Linked DNA regions of Triticum aestivum: region 2 is linked to region 1. Evidence: chromatin contacts called from public Hi-C data. All regions are on one chromosome and are shown on one strand. The core of a region is the stretch at or near the end of the contact, and the rest is flanking DNA. Distances in the headings are between cores, read along the strand shown. Region 1 has its middle 12 kb from the start of LOC123161818. Region 2 holds the start of LOC123161851 (probable BOI-related E3 ubiquitin-protein ligase 3).

What was found. Hi-C and Micro-C count contacts between places; a contact is called where the count stands out from the background.
Region 2: a contact with region 1 is called in a Hi-C map of leaf, with 2.5 times the contacts expected there. The contact joins the promoter of LOC123161851 here to the enhancer-like site in region 1. A contact is called at or near these places in 3 of 5 Hi-C or Micro-C datasets (leaf and root).

Annotation. Positions count from the first base shown.
Region 1 is chr7B:599,643,543-599,648,590 of IWGSC CS RefSeq v2.1, forward strand. No RefSeq gene overlaps it. Among protein-coding and RNA genes, the nearest start is that of LOC123161818, 12 kb to the left of the region's middle. Within about 2 kb of position 1,594, at least 3 of the 8 cell types and tissues checked have an H3K27ac peak or open chromatin away from gene starts, as enhancers often do. A contact at or near this core is called in leaf and root, where this site is marked.
Region 2 is chr7B:599,683,418-599,689,221 of IWGSC CS RefSeq v2.1, forward strand. LOC123161851 (probable BOI-related E3 ubiquitin-protein ligase 3) reads left to right here and starts at 3,552. Exons shown (of 2, transcript XM_044579673.1): 1 at 3,552-4,105; 2 at 4,203-5,056. The coding sequence starts at 3,710. The coding sequence ends at 4,754.

The DNA of each region.
Region 1 (5,048 bases), core at 344-2,843:
CCTAGGGGTCCATCCATGCTGGCGTAGCCTAGCCATGTGTTATGTGGTTGGTTTAGATTTGGCAATCTGGCATATGTATGCATCGAGGATCAGGTGCCTGTCCCTCTGTCCATCCAATTTCTTTGCTTGCATGTCTCCATGATCTTTCTTTATCTGTACCATGTCACCGGATAAAGCCGTATGTATCCAAGGGAGATTATTCTAGCCCAATAATACTCCAAGAACGACGATTTTATTCCGTGTCAATGAGACTGAGCACGAGGATCTGGAGGGTGAAATGAACCACTCCATGTTTGGCTCATTAGAAGCTGGGTCAATCAATCAATTTAGGTTGGCATTTAGATAGCTTCTGGGATGTGGCCACATTACAATCATACGCCTGTCTTATTGGTTGGGCTCAGTGGCTCCTTTCTTCAACTCTAGGGCATATTTCTTCTTCCTTTTTCTTATCAATACAGAATTATACTACTATATGAACTTAGCATGTTGTACTCCCTCTGTATTAAAATATAAGATGTTTTTTCACACTGTCATAGTGTCAAAAAGCGTCTTATATTTCGATATGCAGGGAGTACCATCCAGCCATGGATCGATGATGGGACTTGACAGGAGATGCTAGCTAAACAAAGCTCATTCCTGGTGGTATAACATGGAGTGCGTGCGTGCCATCTACTTTCACTGTCACAGGGAATGAGCATGGTACAATAGTCCATGCCAACTTTTTGTTCAATCTGAAACAGCTCTTGTCGTTCTGGGCGCCTGATAATGCCGTCTCCATTTGCCAAACCCATGTACAGTGACTTGTGCAAGCTGCATTGCCCTTCCTTGTCCTCTGCTTGTCGACGAAAACCACGCCTGCTGCTGCTCTCTCTCCTGCATCTTTCTGCCATCAGATGTTTCTCGGAACTATTCGACGTTTGTTGCCATGCGTTTGGCCCCTCTCCATCTTTCCTCCTCACGTTCTTTTTATGCGGACGGTCCTGTTTTCAGCGTCTGTTCTGTTCTGTTCTGTATTGCGCAAAATTACTGGCCACTAGCAGCACTATCGGTCGACGTGGTATTTTATTTTATTATCTGCAACAGCAACAGTTGTGGTGGCGGGGCACAAAACGGAGAACGAATGTGAAGGGAAGGGAGGCGTGTGCATACTTGTGCTGACTCTGCGCAGCATCCGCTTGGCGTGAGCGCATGCGCCTATCTACTACTGGTGGCGGTGGAAGTGGACGCGACGCATCATCTCGACCGCATCTGCTGCATGAATTTGTTTGTCAAAGAAAGAAGTTTGTTCCCTACCCTCGGTGTTGTGATCCATCCGAGCGAGGCTGACGCGAACGGTAGGCGGCATGCATCCTGGCATGCACCAACTGCCCCCGCTCCTTTCGGCAGCAGTGCACCACCACGGCATCGGCACAGACCAGACCTCCTTTTTGGCTTTTGCGATGGAGGGAGGTTGGTTGCCGCCCCGGAGCACGGCCGCCGCCCCGCACCAGCCCCACTCCTAGAGGCCAGCGTCCATCCAAAGCCAGACCAAGCACACCTCCTCGGGACGGGACGCGATGCCTTTATCTGATCTGGTCCGAGGTGACGCACGCGCGGCGCGGCCGGCTGGGGATTGACACGAGAGGATGCACACGCACCAGCAGCGTGGGTGGGCGTGCGGTGCGGACGGCAACGCCGTGCCGGCCGTGCGTGGTCTACAGCCTAGTGAGTACAGGCAAAGCCAAAGTGAAATATACCAGAACACCCTGAATCACATTCTTAATTCTTTGCGAGGCTTTGAAGCAATCAGAAGATAAGAACAGCTAGATTTCCTCAAAATTTTCCAATGTTCATTAAGCACCATATGTGAAATGGTGCATAAAACTTGGTTATCAACTTTCAGTGGGTTCCTCTTCAAATTAAATGCAAACATTGTTTCTATGTTCTCTAAAAAAAGCAATTATTTTTAGTGAAAGCAAATATGACATATGGAGGCTAGTTGTCCAGCTACACAAGATTAGAATGGACATGGAATATGTGAAGACCAACCATAAATTAATATGAAAATTAAGGGACTTAACATGCCAAACCAGTCTGCTAATGTATTTTTTAGACTATTCAATATGTTAGTATTCATCTACAAAGTAACCAAAAAATTAGTGGATTTATTTTGTTGAACTTTAGCAGTAGAAAAAAAATGGAGATGGCAAAATTTCATACGAAGACTTGAGAGGAACACTGTGTTTTTGGTGTGGGTGTTTGCATAGTAAAGCCGATCCATTTCGTTTTACAGTAACTAACACGGAGGTTGGTAGTAGTAGTAGTAGTAGCAGCAGCAGCAGCAGCAGTAGCAGTAGTAGTAGTAGGAGGAGGAGGAGAGCGGCGTTTTGGCTCCTAGGTGCATATGCACCCATTATCGAAATACACATTTCGGAAAGTTGGAAAATTCGGAACAAAAATCCCGCCTTTGGCTCCTAGGTGCATATGCACCCATTGTCGAAATACACATTTCGAGAAGTTGAAAAATTCGGAACAAAAATCCCGCGTGTATATCCGGACATTTTATGTGTGTGCACAAGGTTTTAGTGAAAAACGACGTTTTTTGTGGCTTGTGTAAAAAAGACAATTTATGATGCTTCATTCTAACTATTCACGAGGCATTTATTTATTTTTTTACACAAGCCACAAAAAAAAGTTGTTTTTCACCGAAACTTTGTGAACGCACATAAAATGTCCGGATATACACGCGGGATTTTTGTTCCAAATTTTCCAACTTTTCGAAATGTGTATTTCGATAATGGGTGCATATGAACCTAGGAGCCAAAACAGTAGTAGTAGTAGTAGTAGGAAAAGACCCATGTGCTCAATTAACAACTGACCCAGGGGTTTTCTGCATATTTGACGGTGGATGAGCTGTCCATCACATGTGCATTCATCACCTCCATTGGAACATGATCTAAAGGTCCAGGGTTGATTGGAGCATCGTATCACCTCAGCTGCCGTATCACCAGATATTTTCCCATCTCAATCATATCCCTGTGCAAGCTGTGCGTGAGGACGGACGATGCACAACTGCGGATGTACGACATCGCGGCCAAGAATTATACTCTCGTCTCTGTTCCTCCCTCCAGGCCATGTATGCCGGGTCAGCACAGGATATATACCACACGATTATCCTCAGCGTAGAATGTACTGTATGTATCATGTGCTCCTGGCCAAAAGGGTCCCAACTTGTTACATTTCTGTCCGTAGAACCAACCGCATCTCATCTTAGACAGCAACGCCAGAAAAAAGGAGTGGAAATGATACAGAAGTAAAAAAAGATGGTGCACGAGATCCCAGGCTCGATTCTCACCGGATAGGGGAAGAAGGTAACCATCCAACTCACAAAGTTGGAGCTGGTTTGGACTTCTTTTCAAGGAGGTGCGTGAGTGAGCCTTTCGAGAAAAATGAAAAGGAGGCGTGTGAGTGAGAGTGACCAGGATCGACACTCAGAATATATCTTTAGTTTGATGCCAAATTGCCTCTAGACGCACGGGGGAGCATGCACGAGCTCAAATAATACTCCCTCCGTTCCCAAATATTTGTCTTTCTAGAGGTTTCAACAAATGACTACATACGGAGCAAATTGAGTGAATCTACACTAAAATATGTCTATGTACATCCGTATGTGGTAACCATTTGAAATCTCTAGAAAGACAAATATTTAGGAATGGAGGGAGTAGTAAACACCCGTACTATTATTATTTATGTGACACTTCCGCTTCGGTAGACCCCCCTGTAAACACAAGGAGGGCTGAGATTGCCCAATACCCCTTCATAACAAAGGGTAGGATGGGCATAAGATTGCCTCGCCGGCCCGCCCGCCCGCAAAAAAAAAAACAGACGGAGGTATACGTATATGAATACAGGCCGGCCGCCCGCCCGGGAGGGAAAAAAATTAAACCGGCCGCTCGCAGTCAACGCGTTGTCGGTGGCGCCGCGCCGGCCCCACCCCCACGCCCGCGGCCCCACGCAATCCCACACCCATCATGTGGCGTGTCGGCCGCCAATCACGGCGCCCGAGGCGCGCATGCACGCAGGCGGTTCCACGCGCGTGCCTCCTCGCGTGCCGCGCCGCCGCTGCCGCCTGCAGCCGCGCCTGCCGGACGCCACTGCTGCCGCCTCCTCGCTTGCCGCGCCGCCTGCCGGACGCCACCGGTGCCGCCTCCTCGCCTGCCGCGCGACCGCTGACGCCTGCCGTCGCTGTCGGCTCCTCGGCTGCCGCGCCGATGCTGCCACCCGACCGGCCCGCCGCCTGGCCTGCCCCCTCCCGACGCGCCGTTCGCTTCGCCCGACGGTCAAACGCCGCCTCGCCTGCCGCGCGCATTAACGCGCCGGCGTTAATAACCATGGCGCCGCCTGCCCGCCTCCCTCCCTCCCCCCGCTATAAAACGGCACCGGCCCGATGGCTTTCTTCCGCCACCTCCCGCACCTCCCGCACCCTCCACCTCCACGCCACCTCCCACACCCGATGGCTTTCTTCGGCGGCAGCAGCAGCACCGGTGGCGGCGCCGCCGACGACGCCCCCGGCGCATGGCCGACGAGCATCGGAGGGCCGGAGACGGAGGAGCTCCACCACTACTACCTCCCCGTGCCGCCGGGCTGCCGTCTCCCGCGCAACTGGAAGATCGACGCGGAGGGCTTTGCGACGCTGGGTCCCGGCGCGACGAAGGAGGAGCTCCGCAACCACAGCGGCGGCCGGCACACCATCGAAGGCCGAAAGCGGTTTTGGCACGGAAAGGACTATTGGGAGGTGATGGTGGCCTTCCGCCTTGCCGCGGCCGGCGAGACCCCCGATCTGACGGGCCGCAGCGGCCGTCTTCGCGCACCGCCTCCACCGCACGATCGCCGCAGACGTGGCGGCGGCCACGGTGTGTACCCGGCACGGGCGCCCGCGCCGGCCGCCCCTCCCTTGCCGCCGGGGATCGAGTTGCCGCCGGAGTAGGTCATCCTCCGCGAGGACGGCGATCCGGATGACACGCCGGGGTACCACGTCGCCCTACGGGCGTCGGAGGCTGCAGCGGCGG
Region 2 (5,804 bases), core at 2,302-4,801, 42 kb after region 1:
AAGTGCTAAGTTAATGGAATGGGTCATGTCAATCACATCATTCTACTAATGATGTGATCCCGTTAATCAAATGACAACTCATGTCTATGGTTAGGAAACATAACCATCTTTGATTAATGAGCTAGTCAAGTAGAGGCATACTAGTGACGTTAAGTTTGTCTATGTATTCACACATGTATTATGTTTCCGGTTAATACAATTCTAGCATGAATAATAAACATTTATCATGAAATAAGGAAATAAATAATTACTTTATTATTGCCTCTAGGGCATATTTCCTTCAAAGGCGACTTAGGACCAAGGTCGGTCATGAAGTATGACCCAACCCGGACTCTTGTAAGCCCAGGGCCTCGACCTGTGTATATAAGGGCGAGTCCCTGCGGCGGGTAAACCTAAGTGACAATCAATCGATAGTTAGGTCAAACGAATCCGCTCCCTTGTAATCTATACTCAAGCAATAATCAACGATAGTAGGAGTACACTTTACCTCCATCATGAGGGGCAGAACCTGGGTAAACCTGTGTCTTTCGTCCCGCTCAACCCCTTCAAGCTAGTCACTGTAGCGATGGCTCCACATGTAAGTCCTTTCAGTAGGGCATCTTGTTGAGAATCGTTGCATGGAAAACAAAAATTTTCTACGCACACGCATTGATCTATCTATGGAGATGCATAGCAACGAGGGGAGAGTATGTCTATGTACCCTCGTAGACCATAAGCGGAAGCGTTTCACAATGCAGTTGATGTAGTCGAACTTTCTTCGTGCTCCAACCGATCTAGTACCGAACGCAGGACACCTTCGTGTTCTGCACACGTTCAGCTCGGTGACGTCCTCTGCCTTCTTGATTCAGCAAGATGGTGAGGTAGTAGATGAGTTCCGGTAGCACGATGACATGGTGATAGTGATGGTGATGTGATCTCCGCAGGGCTTCGCCTAAGCACTACGAAAATATGACCGAGGGAGTAAACGGTGTACGGGGGCGCCGCACACGGCTAAGACAACATTGTGTCCTTGTGTGGCGCCCCCTCCCCACATATATATATGTGGGAGGGAGGGAGGAGCAGCCAAAGGAGGCGCCCAAGTAGAAGGAATCCTACTTGTGGTCTCTCCCAAGGAGGCGCCCCCCTGCCATGTATAGAAGCTGGGGAAAGGCACGGGAGGGTGGCGCCCCCCTTTCCTTTCTCCCATGAGAGGGAAAGGCAGGAGGGGCTAGCCCTCCCCCTTTTCCTTCCCTAGAGCTGTTCGGCCAGGGAGAGAGGCGCACCAGCCCCCTGTGGGCTGGTCTGTCCCTCCCTTGGCCCATTAAGCCCATATACATGCAGGGGGTGCCCGGAACCCCTTCTCGTGACCCAATTTCTTCCCGGTACGTCTCGAAACACTTCTGGTGTCCAAATACCATCGTCCTATATATAAATCTTTACCTCTCGACCATTTTGAGGCTCCTCACCATGTCCGTGTTCTCATTCGGGACTCCGAACAACATTCGGTCACGAAATCACATAACTCATATAACACTATATCGTCAACGAACGTTAAGCGTGTGGACCCTATGGGTTCGAGAACTATGTAGACATGACCAAGACACCTCTGCGGTCAATAGCCAATAGCGGAACCTGGATGCCCATATTTTCTCCTACATATTCTACGAAGATCTTTATCAGTCAAACTGTTATGACAACATACGTAATTCCCTTTGTCCATCGGTATGTTACTTGCCTGAGATTCGATCGTCGGTATCTCTATACCTAGTTCAATCTCGTTACCGGCAAGTCTCTTTACTTGTTCTGTAATACATCACCTCGTGACTAACTCCTTAGTCATTTGCTTACAAGCTTATGATGTGTATTACCGAGAGGGCCCAGAGATACATCTCTGATACTCGGAGTGACAAATCATAATCTCGATCTATGCCAAGTCAACAAACACCTTTGAAGATACCTGTAGAGCATCTTTATGATCACCCAGTTACGTTGTGATGTTTGATAGCACACAAGGTATTCCTCCGGTATCCGGGAGGTGCATAATCTCATAATCTTTTAGAGATTCAATTAGGACTACATATGGATGTATATAGACATAGTTTAGAGTATAGATTCACTCATTTTACTCTGTATGTAGTTCCTTATTGAAATCTTTAAAAATACTTACATTTCGAAACGGAGGGAGTATTTACTAATCATGAATACGCATGACATGTCAAAGAGCAACGTCGCCAGCCCGGCAGGCGTGGCGCGTCTGGGAACAAGTCAAAGGTTGGTATCAATCGCTCGGTGGCGCCGAAGCCAAGTGCTGCAGTGCTAGCATGCATATGTGGGGGCTATTCGTGCGGCGAGCGACGCGTTCGTACTCGCCCGATCATGTCTGTTCTCTGCATGTGTTTCCTTGAAAGCTGTTCTGTTTCTTCTCTTTCCGTGACCCGCTTCGTCACCTATTTTGCTCTTCCTTTCCTAGTCTAACTAGAAGCCCAAACGTATCCGCGTACCGACGGACGTCTTCCGCTTGAATGCATGCATAGAGCACTACAGCACGTTGTTTCCTTGTGCAAAAAGGTCCATATATATGAGAGATTAATGGAAAGCATAACTACATTATATATTTTTGTAAAAAAACTGCAATATATATGCACCTACTCATTGTTTCCCATTCTATCGATCCATTCCAGTACGCACTACTCCAAATATAGTGGTTAGCTAATTTGCTTGGTTCCCTAAATAAAACAAGCTTATTTGTTTGGTCGTTCGTTACTGTTTTTCAACTATACGCGTATATCCAGCTGTATATTATTAGTATTAGTATTATTTCCGATGTTGATACGTATGCATGGAACTCATTCATTCCCTTCTAATTTTGAGCCCTCATCTCTACCTCTACGCTTTAACTTACGTACTAGTACTACGTACATTATTTTCCTCAACCATCTACAGCTAGCCAGCCAAAAAACGCCAAGTAAATCTCAGCACATTAAAGTACGTACGTTGATTCTGCATGCAGATGCAGTGCATGAACGTAGTACGTAACGCATGCAGTTTCCTTCCTCCCCGAATTGCCCTCCACTAACTGCGCCTTTGTACGTGATTCCCGATCTTTACCAAGTCCAGAGACCTCACCAGAGCGCGTAATTTGTTTTGATTTGACATACACAAGTTTCCTTACACCCCAAGATTCGTGCGTGCAGAGATCAAAGGTTCAACGACGCGTGCTGATTTGGCGCCACGACATATACCAACTTAAACGATACAGTATATGGCCAAGACTTGGGTTCTGCAAATTAGTCAACCGATCGATGGAATCGCCGGGAACGGAAGCCAGCAATTTCGGTGCAGACAGGTAATGTAACGCGGCGAGTTCGTGGTTTCTACTCCAAATTTAGGGAGAGATTTGAAACGGAAGCCATAAATAAAAGGAAAATCCCTCCTGGAAAGGAGAAGGATTAACTATCGAGGGCCGGTCAATCTCGTCGTCAGTTGCTTTCTCACTCAGGCCAGGGCCAAGGATAGGGGACGCGGACGCCAACCAAAACCCGGTCACGCACCATAAATACTCGGCTGCCTGCCATCTACGGACCTCCTTTCTTTGCCACCCTGCCCGCCCGTCCCCTCGCCGATCGATGACCGCACCTCCCACCACATCTCACTAACTCCGGCCAGGGACGCATCGCCTTGGCTGTATATATAGGAGCGAGCGGACGACCCGCGCGCCCCATCAATCGCCATGGCCTCCGTGGACCTGCAACGCCTGCGCCACATGTTACTCACCACCGGCGCCGGCGCCGGCCACCACCAGCTCCCCTACGCCGCTGCTATGCCAGCGAGTGGGCCTTGTTATGGTGCTGCGCTGCCGAGCCAGCGGGGGCACCAGTCCTACGCGGACCTCTTCACGCTGCCGCCGCCGCCGCCGCCGATGACGCCGGCCCCGTATCAGTGTTCAGAGTTCTTGGCGGCCGCGGCTGATCTGGCGAAGAAGGGCGGCATCCCCGACGGTGTTCAGGAAATGATCACCAAGAAGCGGAGGCGCGACGAGCGGTCGTCGATGCTTAGCGCGGCCGACGTTCTTGCGGACCACGCGCAGCAGCAGACCATGGACGTCGACCGCATCCTGCTAAAACATGTAAGTCCCGTGATCAAATCGTCACCGTCTCGATCGATGCTTGGCGTTTCAGGCTTCAATTTCTACTAGCTTTTGTTAACCGCTGTCGATGATGCAGGCGAAAAATATGTGGACTGCTTTGGCAGAGCAGAGGCAGAACCACACGAGGCTCATCGTCTCCACCGTGGAGGCCAGGGCGGCGAAGCGGCTCAAGGCCAAGGACGAGGAGATTGAGCGGATCGGGATCATGAACTGGGCGCTCGAGGAGCGCCTTCGGAACCTGTTCATGGAGGCCCAGATGTGGCTCGACGTCGCGCAGTCCCACGAGGCCACGGCCAACGTGCTCCGCGGCGACCTGCAGCGGGCGCTCGACTCCCAGGCGGTCCGTGGCGGTGGAAGCGGCGACGGTCAGGAGGACGACGCCGAGTCGTGCTGCTGGGGAGAGAACCAGGTGCCTTTGTGCGCGGAGGAGGAGGTGGGCACACCGGCAGTGGAGGAGCGTCCCGCGACAGGAGCAGGAAGGTGCAAGGGGTGCCGCGAGGGCGCGGCCGTTGTGCTGCTGCTGCCGTGCCGGCACCTCTGCGTGTGCGCGTCGTGCGCGGCCGCGGCGCAGGCGTGCCCGGCGTGCGGAAGCGCCAAGAATGGCAGCGTCTGCGTCAACTTTTCGTGATGCGGGACGAATAGTTTTAGAGTCGACATCTTGTTTCCTTGTGAAACTTACTAGAGTCGACTTTTGTTTGTATTCTTTTGTTCACTTTTCTTGTTGTTGTTGACGGGGGTGATAGATAGGAGGATGGTTGGATGACATAGATTGATAGATATTAGAGGATGAGTTTCCCTTTTTTTTTGTTTGATTAGTTTAGCTTTTTGCTGAAGCTGTTGGATGAATTGTTCAACAAGAAGAAAAACAGTTCGTAGTATTGCAGATTATTATAGACGAAGTGCGCGGCCTGCAAGCCACTTTTTACCGGAGCCGGTATGTACTGCAAGCCACTTGAAGATTGGTGCGTGCTGTCTATATGCATACGAGTATTCCTTTGTATACTGTTGAACAACACCATATGAAATGTATTGTCAACTCTTCTCAGAACTTTTTGTCAGTACGATTGCATGCATGACTCACAAATACTATCCTCCTCTAGCTCCCATAACAAAGATAGCATTTAAGTTTCTTTTGACATTTTCAACGGTTCATATCTCTTAAATCAAAATTACGTATGTGATATTTTATATATTTGATCTCCAGGTGTTAAGACCTTTAGGATCAATATTGGATACATTTCAAATAAGTTTAATTTTCAACATTTCAATTAACTTATTTCACTCTATATTCTGTGTGAAACTGCTTATTTCAGTGTTTGAAATTGATAGAGTATTTGTGAAGCGAGTGAAATATATCTTTTATAAATGAGTGAAATCGTTTACTGATATTAGTGGAATTAGTGTAACTCCAAAATAGAGTGAAAATATTTATTTGAAATGAGTGAAATACATGTTTGAAATCTATCCGCGAAATATATTCAGAAATGAGTGGATTTAGTTTTGTAAAGAGTAAAATATGTTTTTATAAATGCGTGAAAAGTGTTTTTTGTATAATTAAATCATATATTGAAATGAGTGAAATATATCTTTTGTAAATGAGTTTAATGCCTTTCCCAAATGGAGTGAGATCTATCTTTTAGATATATGTTTTTTGCATTGAGTGAAATCAATCTTGAAA